Linked DNA regions of Mus musculus: region 1 is linked to region 2. The links are chromatin contacts, called in public HiChIP or PLAC-seq maps. All regions are on one chromosome and are shown on one strand. The core of a region is the stretch at or near the end of the contact, and the rest is flanking DNA. Distances in the headings are between cores, read along the strand shown. Region 1 has its middle 30 kb from the start of 4930556N13Rik. Region 2 has its middle 25 kb from the start of Mir378b.

Region 1 (4,857 bases), core at 1,522-4,021, 490 kb before region 2:
CTGGAATTAAAGTTGTCCGTCAGCACCCCCTGGTTGACTTTGAGCTTTCAACCTTCCCATTTCGATCTCCCAACTGCCAGGCTGGGATTACAGGTGTGACCACTATATCCAGTTCAGGTCATGCTGGAGAGAGAACCTAGGGTTCCGAGTGTGCTCTGATAAGTTCTCCCCAACAGCCACGTCCTCAGGGTTGTCCAGTTACTTCTAAAGTGGTGTGCTTCCCCCTGGGTTGAGACAACATGGAATCCTTGGGTCCTGGTTTGGGGTTAGAGCTAATTATTGTGTGATCTGGGTGATGGCCTGCTGTCTGCCATGTGTGCAGTGTTGTGCCTTAGGTCAGATGTATCTGGGGGACAGTTATCAAAATCAGGGTGTGCAGTTTCGTTTCAAAACACCCAGTTTCCTGTTTCATTTCATCCATATTCGGCAGGGCATAGTTTGTAATGGTCTTATTCAGAGGGTGGAAAGAGAGCATTTAAACAGTAAAAGGCCCACCTTAAGAAGTAGAGTCGTAAAAGAGAATGGTTTTTGAAGTGTTTAAAGGAGTGGAATGAAGTCTTGTGCACTCCACAGGGCAGACTGCTGCTATTGTGGTCTATGTCCACTAGATGGCACCACAGCACAAGCTACTACGGGTATCCCCTCCCTTTGCCTCATCCCAGAAAACAGGTTCTCCAAGCACTTGTCTCAGTATTAAACTTAACAGGAATGCAAATCCCCAGCTCATACCCGAGACTTACTGACCGAGAACCGTGTAGCACTTTGTCCACGTAGTTTAGATGCAGACTTAAGTTTGAGAGCCACTGTCCTAGAATCAACCTTGGGGTAGCTTGGGAAGATACCTGTAGTACGCCAAAAGCGCTTGCTGGGGAGGGAATGAGGAGGTGCGTGGGGGGCGGGGCGGGGTGAGGAGGGGAGGGAGGGTGGAAGACAGTCAATGGTGCAGGTATATTTAGTGCCAAGGAGCTGCTCCAAAATCAGAGAGCTGATATGGACTAGGGGGCAAGACTGGATTTCTCCCAAGTCGGGGAAGTAGAGGAGAGAAAAGAGGGCTCTTCAAAGAGATCCCCTCCCTTAGGGCGCCAGATCATGGGCTAGGAGCTGAATCATAGGCTGAGTTCTCTGCCGGGAGCCCCAGGGCAGCTGTGTCCTCATTGTGGCTGTTCATCTCAGCCTGTTCTGAAATTTCACCAACCTACTACTGTGTTAATGGATTGAAATCTTGCAACCCTCCCAAGACGACCCAGGAAAATGGATGCTAAGAATCAAAAAGAAGCTTGAGACGGGGTGGGAAAATCACTAGTGAATTAAAACCTTATTTTTGTCTTTTCGATCCTATCTGTACCCTCAGGGAAGGCCAGTGCAGAATGAATTCATCTCTCTCTCTCTTTTTTTTTTTTTACACAAAAATTCCTTTTGCAGGTCGCAGCTGAGGCTTCACAGGGGCGACATACCATGCAAATATGTATTTTTTTTTCAGTTATGATGTATACAGTTTTTAGTTTGATTTATTTTTGGTGTCAGAAACAAAATGGAAGTTAGCTCTTTAAAAATGAGTGTGGCTGGCTGAATAAATAAATAATATGCTCTTGGCCAGTACCTGCCAGTACCTCCTTAATTGCCCATTGATTCTTTAATTCTCTGCCTTTCACCATCTACGAAATTAAGAGGCCACAGAGCATGGAGATGTCTTTTGCCAAACAACTAAAAGAATCAGAGGTTTTCGAAGGTCTGGTTCTTCCTGGGGGGCTTTTACCTAGCATTGAGGGGCACAAGTTACCCAAGGATGGAAGCCTGGTGTCCTGCTTGGACCCTTCCCAGGCTTCTGTACCGTCACTTGGCTTTCCAGCCACAAACATGTACTGTGTCCACTCTGGCGGGCCACCAGTGGCAGCAGGGACCCGGTTGTCCCTCCTCGTGGTCTCTGGAGGTTGGGTGGTCTGTCATGGTCTCTCTCCAGCAAACGCTGCCGTTCAGAGTGTTCACACTCCTCCGATAGCCCCAACCACGGGTCCTGGGAGCTGGCTGCCTCCTTTCTGCCAGGGGAGATGTTCCAGGAAGCTCTCCTTTATCCCATTTCTGGAACCACCAACCAATCTCCCCTCCCTCGGAAGTCTCCTGGCATCTATCTAGCCTCCTCTTCTCCCTTTCCTTCCCGTCAAGGCACAGAGGCCTGTGTTCTCATCGCAGGCTGTCTCCTAGGACCCTTCTCCAGGGTGCACTCTTCCTCAGGATGCTACCCTGCAACGCCTTCCTCCAGGGCATGGCTCTGAGCATTCACACCCCTCTGTAAGCTGCTACACCGGGTGGGGTAAGGACAGGTCGTGCCAGCTGCTTCTCTGTAGAAGTCTCTTAAATGGGTCTGCTTCCATGGTCTAGGGTGGGGCCCTCTCTGTTTCTCTGGGTTCATAGGACTCGTCATTTCTTCCACCCTGGAGACACAATGCCAGTTGCCTCTGCCTTTCTCCTATCCTGGAGTCTCCATGAATGCGTACTTGGTTACTGTTGGTGTCCCCATGAGAACGTCTACTCTGGGCTGGGAGCCCAGGCAAGGATACCCCGCCGGGAGCAGGGGGACCTTGCCTTTTGCCTCTGGACCCCTCAGCGGCCCCTCCTCTCTGTTCTCGTGCTCCTCTCTATCTGCATCTTCCTTGAATTAGAATTCTCACTCTTCCACTTATCAAGTCAGCATCGCGCGCCTGCCTGTCTCCGCCACTGTCAACATCCGCGCTCCCAAGTCTCCAGCAGCCTGAGCTCAGGGCCGCCCCTCTCTCTCTGGCAATTACGATTCCTTCCCTGGCTCACGTCGGAAGTCTTTGTTCTTCTCCCTGAACATTCAAGTTAATTTCTACTGACTGTTTATTCAGCCTTTGTACTGGCTGGCTTGCTACTTAGTCAGGAAACGAGGCCCTCCGAGGCAAAAGCACGGGGATGCGTGGGGACTCAGAGCAACAGTTTAGGACAGGAAGTAAGACACTTCAGAGGAGGAGGGCGCTAGACAGGAATTCCCAGGGCCATGGGACCAGGACTGGGATCATGATCTTAGGGAGGGGAGTGGGAAGGGAAGCAGAGGAGGGGAGAGGAGGGGAGGGGACAGGGAAGGAGATCAGGGGAAGGGTGGGGGTGAGGAAGGGAAGCAGGGGAGGGGACAAGAGAGTTAGCCTCAACTCAGGCCCTGCTTTTCATGGTGGTGGGGGCGGGGGGGGGGAGAAGTGTGCATGTAAATACACTTGCAGACAGGTGCACTCCACTTACTTAGAGACCTGCTGTGTGGGAGACCAAAGACAACGAAACCAAACAGCATTAGCAGTCCTGGCTTGCCTTCCATGTTAGCCTTTTGTTCTATCAAGCATTTGAGAGTTTAGGAGGGGGGCTTAGGCCTGCAAAACACCCCTGCGCTGGAGGGACAAAAGAAGGGATCCCGTAGGGAGGGGCAGCGAGGAGGGAGGAGAAAGGAAGGGGAGTAGAAGATGGGTGATGGGTAAGGAGAGACCACTGGACCGAGGAGAAGGTCCTGTGCAGGTGCTGGCTGGTGGGAGCAGCCTCAAGCCTAGTGGTTTTTAGTTAGTTTTTGTTGTTGTTGTTAAGAGACATTGTTGCTAAATTTCCCAGACTGTTCTCAAACAAAGAATCTCCTGCTTCAGTCTTCCTGAGTAGATGGTATTATAGGTGCTTTCAGTGAGCCTGGCGGCAATCTCTGTCTCTCTGTCTCTGTCCCTCTCTCTCTGAATAACCGATATTGATAGATATATGTGATAAAGACGAGATAGATAGATATAATATAAATATATAAATAGAGATGATATAGTTGTAATATAGCTATAGCTATAATAGATATAGATATAGTTATAATAGATATAGGCAGAGATGTAGATGTAGATACAGGTAGGTATGGTCCTACTATTTAGGCCTGGCTAGGCTAGAACTTGCTATGTAGATCAGAATGGTGAACTTGTCCTCCTGCTTCTGATTCCTGACTACTGGAGTGTGCCACCATGCCTGGCAGCAATCTCTTTAAAATCCAGTGGAAGGTGTTTGCAGCCTTGGCTGACCTTGAACTTTTAATCTTCCTGCCTCAACCTCTGGAGTACTGGGACTCCAGGTGTGTACCACCAAAGGCCCTGGGCTCTGATCCCAGCCCGGCAAAAGTGAACAGATGGATGGGTGTTGTCTTAGGGTGACCATTGCTGTGGTGACACGCCCTGGCCAGAAGCAACCTGGGGAGCAAAGGGCTTTTTGGCTCGTGCTTTCAGATGGCTGCTCATCACTGGAAGAGATCAGGACAGGAGCTCAAGCAGGCCAGGAACCTGGAGACAGGGGCTGATGTGGATGCCATGGAGGAGGGCTGCTTACTGGCTTGCTGCCCATGGCTTACTCAGCCTGCTTTCTTACAGACCCCAGGACCACCAGCCTGGGGATGGCACCGCCCACAATGGGCTGAACCCACCCTCCATCAATCATTAATTAAGGAAATGTCCTACAGGCTTGCCTATATCTCAGTCTTATGGAAGCATTTTCTCTTTCTCTCTCTACTCTCTCTCTCTCTCTCTCCAGGGTTTCTCTGTGTAGCCCTGGCTGTCCTGGAACTCACTCTGTAGACCAGGCTGGCCTTGAACTCAGAAATTTGCCTGCCTCTGCCTCCGAAGTGCTGGGATTAAAGGCGTGCACCACCTTGCCCGGCATGGAAGCATTTTCTTAAACGAAGTTCTTCCTCTCAGATGACTCGTAACTTTTGTCAAGTTGACATAAATCCATCTAGCACAGTAAATAAACTTTTTAACTTTATGTTTATTTAGACAATTATTTTACTTTTCTTTTATTTATGTATACTATGTTGACGAGCCTAGTCTTGAATTA
Region 2 (5,362 bases), core at 2,437-4,936:
TCCCTCCTCAGGAGAAAAAGGTTGGCAAGCAAGGCTGCGCCTTCCAGCTGGGGATGGAAGACAGGATTGGGTTGTCACACAGCTGATACAGGAACCTAGGGAGAGAAGGGAGGACACCATTATCCATTCGGTGGTGTGACTGACTCTCTGGAACAGCAGACCAAATTTAATTATTTTTTTCTCAGAACCCAAATTCTATCCTTTCCTGCCCCTTAACCCAACCCGTCAGTGGTCTGTGTGATTCGACAGTTGTCTCAGGCTCTGCGGCAGGTAGTGGTCTGTCCCCTGTGTCCTCACAGAGATGCCTTCTCTGGTGACACAGTGGCTAGCAATGGTCCTCCCCTGTCTCCATCCATGCACCACAGCTGTCAGAGTGTGCATTCTGCCCCATGAGACTGCACCACCTCTCTGGGCTTTCTGGTGACTATGTGGTGACCAAAATGGCTTCCCACCATTTTTGGCTGGCTTCCCTTCCACCAAAGCCTCAAAAAAAACCCAGCCAACCGTGGGCTGAAAAAACCTGAAACCCAGAGCCAAAATAAATCTTGCTGGCTTTCATTTTTCCTGAAATGAAATGCATTTTGTCACCATGACAGAAAAACTGACTAGTATAAGGCAGACTCTGCCCAAATACTTACACATCCAAATGTGTACATAACAAAACACATTATTTTGTTATAATTGCTTTCTATTTCTTATTCATATTATGTGCTTTGCATTAGTGTACCTGGACAAAAGATTTTTGAAAATGTATGCCTTATGGCTTGACTGTGAAGTGTCCCCATAAGTTACATGTTAAGCTTCTTGGTCCCTGGCTGATGGCACCGTCTGGGACATTGTGGAACCTTTAGGAGACGGAGCCTCGCTGAAGGAAGCGGGCTTTGAGGTTTTATAGCCTAAGCTTGCCCTCTGCCCAATCTGTGGTTCCTAGACAACCAAGCAATCTCACCCACCTCCCACCAGCACAGCCACATACCACTCTGACCACCAAGCCTTCCCTGCAATCGTGGGTTGTACCCTCAGTGAGCCCAGGACCTGGGGTGTAATTCAGTTGGTAGGAGCAGGGAGAGCACTTGGCTGTCATTTACAGCGCCCTGGGTTTGAGCCCCAGCACTGCATAAACTGAGTGTGGTTGTGAGCTGTGGGTGCAGGAAACTAAACTTGGGTCTTTTGCAAGAGCAGCAAGCACTATTACCAGCCACGCCATCCCCTCAGACCCCACAAGCTTCTTACCAAGTACTCAGTTACAATGGGAAAAGGATCAACTAATATGATGTGTCCATCAATGACGTGTGAATTTTCTTTGAGGCTAGTAAAGAGAACATTAAATGCCTTTATGTAAAGAAGTGTTACGTCTTGTAGAGTTGAGAAACGTGGGCTCATTCAGTACCTGTCTGCTGATCCAGCCTCACGACCTATGCCTCTCGCCAACAACAAGGCTCCCTGGACCCCAGCATCTATAACACAAACCACCATGAACACGACAACGTGGATGCCCCCATCTGCTGACCTACCTCCCTGCCAAAACCTGCACTGCCCCCCCCCATGCTTCCTGAAGCACACAACAGACCCTTAGGTTGGAACCATCCACCCACCTTTCTGCTTGAGCCCCAGTGCACCTTGGGAGCCATAACTCCATGGGGTGGGGGTCAACAGTAACACGGCTGCCCCCAGGTGATGTTAGACGTGTGATATGTTTAGTGTATATGAGCGTGGTGTTTAAGCTCACTTTCCTTACAAGGCATCCCACGATTAGAGATGCACCAGAGTCCAGGGGTCTCAGGATGGCAATGCCCCTGCTCCACTCAGCTCAGAAACTCCAGGCTGCCTCCTCCCATAGGATTGGTCTGTCGACTCATGTGGCAGCGTGCCAACATTCCATATGCTCCATTATCCAAATGTCCAATCTGCCAAGAACATGTTCAATAGAAACTTGCTTTTTATAATGAAAGTTTTCAGCACCGTGCATCCAGCGAAACCAATGTAATGGCCTTGGGAGATTTCTGTGGAACTGCACAGCTCCTGTCTGCCTGTTCAGTTTGGCTTTCTCACAATAGATGGAGGTGGGCCAGCAACGCACATCCTCTGCTGAAGAAAGAGCGACAAGCCAACGTAGAGCTTAGCTTAGGGCTCCTAACCTGGCTCAAAACTAAGCCCTGGGACCTGGGTGGGGCTGGGGAGGAGGAGGAGCAGAAAATGAGTTAGAAGCCGGGCAGTGGTGGCTCACGCCTTTAGTCCCAGCACTTAGGAGGCAGAGGCAGGCAGATTTCTGAGTTCGAGGCCAGCCTGGTCTACAGAGTGAGTTCCAGGACAGCCAGGGCTACACAGAGAAACACTGTCTTGAAAAACCAAAAAAAAAAAAAAAAAAAAACAGGAAGGAAGAGGAGGAGGAGGAGGAGGAGGAGGAGGAGGAAGAGGAGGAGGAGGAGAAGAAGAAGAAGAAGAAGAAGAAGAAGAAGAAGAAGAAGAAGAAGAAGAAGAAGAAGAAGAAGAAGAAGAAGAAGAAGAAGAAGAAGAAGAAGAAGAAGAAGAAGAAGAAGAAGAAGAGAAAGGAAGAAGGGGAAGCAGCAATTTCTGGGGCAGGAGAGATGGCTCAGTGGTTAAGAGCACTTGTTGCTCTTGCAGAGGACTTGGGTTCAATTCCCAGCACCTACATGGCAACTCCCAACCATCTGTAACTATAGTTACAGGGGATCTGATACCCTTTTCTGACCTCAGGTTCCAGGAATGCATATGGTACACAGACATGCATATTTGCAGGCAAAACATTCATACTCACAAAATAATAAAATGAATTTTTTAAAAAAGGAAGAAAGAAAGCAACGTCTTGGGTGAGCAAACTTGCTAATGAAGGAGCTACTTCCAGGAAACCAGCTCTGGTATCCCTTCAAGGGTACAGGTGATGCTCATAGTGAAAGGGTCTCTAAGCCACGTTGTGACAAAATGTCTGATGAAGGAAGAGGTGTCTAAAAGACTGAGGGGCTAAAGGGTTGATCAAGGTAAATCTAATTCCCCTGAGGGACCTATCTGGAGACAGAACTCAGACCATCACTGAGGCGACACATCTATGCGGTTTTCAGGCCGCAGAGCGCTGATCAGAATCCCTGAGCCCCTCTCTTGGTTCCCTGAGGTTGGAAGAGATTTCAAGCCTGTTCCACTTTGTCCCGTGCATCAGTCACAAAGCTTCAGAAACCTTCGGCTCTTGGGCTGAAAGCCAGGTGCCTTGTCTTCCCTACCACTGCTTCTGGGAAGTCCTTCATGGAGTGGGGTGTTGATCGGTGGTGTGGTTGCCTGACCTCCATGAGGGCCTGGGTCTGCAGCACCAGGGTAGCTGAGCTGGGGAAGTTTTCTAAAGATCCCACAGGCTTTGATAGGTGGGAAAAAAAAGTCCTGAAGTCCTCCACTGAGCTGTCTCCAAGATACAAACTGCTTGCCTTGGTCTTCTGCCTTCCTCCCCAGCCCTCTTTCAAAGAATCAAAGGGGCCTTTTGTATTCTCCATCCCCCTCCTCCCAGGAGCCTTCAAGGTGAACCAACTTGGTGAGCCAGCTTCCAGCTCCTGAGCCTGCCATTCTGCAGAGGGAGGAGGCTGGCAAGCCATTTGGAGCCGAGGTATGTAAGCTTCACACAGAGCTGTCCCTGGAACCCTGCTCCCTCCACAGGAGCACTCAAGGCAGCCGGCCACCAGGGGAATCAAGTGACAGCCACACTCCAGGGGACTGAGCTGGCTGAGACTGAATTCTGTGGAGTGATCTATAGTGACAGAGGAGCCTTTAGTGTGGGACACTCGGCAGGGGGCAGGTTCGGGCCATTTAACTTCAGAGGGGCAGAGAATGCCAGGACTAGCCACCTGCTCTCCTCCAGTGGGAGCACTATAGTCAATTACCTCCTAATTCCTTTCTTCTCTTCCTATTCTAGAAGCTTCTAGTGACCTTCTGTTGCCATGGTCCTTATTTTTAAGGTGGATTGTGCCCACTCAGAACCTCCTTTACTTCCATAGTGTGCCCAGGGCACACTTTACAGAGAACTGTTTGCTCTCTCCTAAACCCTAGTCCAGAGGCTCAGGCTACACCTACTGCCAGCAGCAGCTTCTTCACACCCACGCCTGTGCAACCTCAGGCTCTTGCCTGTGGCTCAAGTCTAAGCGCTGCCTCTGGGGAAACCTAAGCAACCTAGGGAAGATGTGAGCATCCCCCTTGCTGAGCTCCCCAAGCTGTGTCACCTTTGCCACAGCACTGTCCCCTCTGGAAGACAAAGATGTCAGGTGTCTCCAGTTTCTGAACCTGCCATGCTCTCATCCCAGAGCCTGGCAGAGGGCAGGCTCTCATCGAAAACACGTTGAATTTAACTAAATTTGGTTTGCTTCTTCCCAAATAAATCTCACTAGGTTGGGATTGTACAGAGATTTAGAGATGATGAAAGAGTGAACAGTGGTGAACTCCGCAAATCCAGTTTTATCCCTTGGTTAACAACGTGATTAGAATATAACCCAAACACCATATGGTTCGCCCATTTTTGTATGAAAAAGCACAATCCAGTGTCTTTCAGTAGAGTCACAAGGTGGGAAGACATTGCGCCACAGTCTATTTAAGATACTTTCGTCCATCCCCCCAAAAGATACTACCAGGACTCACCCCTGTTCACCCTCCCCCTGCCTTAGTAACCTACTAACCTATTTTCTATGTCTGTAAATGGCTCTGTCAGAGACATTCCACCCCAGTGGAATCATGATGCATGATCTTTAGTTCCTAGATTATTTCACTTAGTGTAATCTCTTCTGGGCTTATCCTTGTTGGGTCATGAATCAAATTTCACTTCATTGTTACATAATATTCCACTTCACTGGATATACAATATTCCCTTTCCTTATTATATATAGATGGATTTTTAAGTTGTTTCCACCTTTTTTTGCCATTATAAGCAGCTTTTTTAATTTTAAACTAATTTACTAAGAACTTGTTCTTTCAGAGGACTTGGGCTTGATTCCCAGAGCCCAAAGCTCATAACCATCTGTAACTCCTGCTTCTGAGGATAGGGATCTAACTCCCTCTTCTAACCTCCACAGGCACCAGACTCTCAAGTGGTCAAGAACATACATGCAAGCAAAATACTCATATACATAAAAATAAGTAAGTCTATGAAAGTAATTAAGTAATTTTAGATGTAAAATCTGATTTTGTAAGAGCAGTAGCAAAGAACAATTTAAGAGTGAAGACAGGTAAGGTACTAGATAGCCACACCCCTGTGTGTGCACACCCACAGAATATGTACACACACCTAGTGTGTACATGCACCTATGCACACATACATACATGTTCATATATATGTACTGCCTGCACACGCACACTCAGTACATGCACACAC

Evidence for each region. HiChIP or PLAC-seq counts read pairs in DNA pulled down with a chosen protein or histone mark.
Region 1: a contact with region 2 is called in an H3K4me3 HiChIP or PLAC-seq map of embryonic stem cells, with 19 read pairs. The contact joins two enhancer-like sites. A contact is called at or near these places in 2 of 15 datasets of contacts at CTCF or cohesin (the NIH/3T3 cell line and large pre-B cells), 3 of 484 Hi-C or Micro-C datasets (bone marrow-derived macrophages, embryonic stem cells and pre-pro-B cells) and 10 of 115 datasets of contacts at active chromatin or transcription factors (differentiating embryonic stem cells, embryonic basal ganglia, embryonic forebrain and 5 more).

Annotation. Positions count from the first base shown.
Region 1 is chr11:88,818,990-88,823,846 of GRCm38.p6, reverse strand. No RefSeq gene overlaps it. Among named protein-coding and RNA genes, the nearest start is that of 4930556N13Rik, 30 kb to the left of the region's middle. Within about 2 kb of position 2,771, at least 54 of the 459 cell types and tissues checked have an H3K27ac peak or open chromatin away from gene starts, as enhancers often do.
Region 2 is chr11:88,325,580-88,330,941 of GRCm38.p6, reverse strand. No RefSeq gene overlaps it. Among named protein-coding and RNA genes, the nearest start is that of Mir378b, 25 kb to the left of the region's middle. Within about 2 kb of position 3,686, at least 7 of the 459 cell types and tissues checked have an H3K27ac peak or open chromatin away from gene starts, as enhancers often do.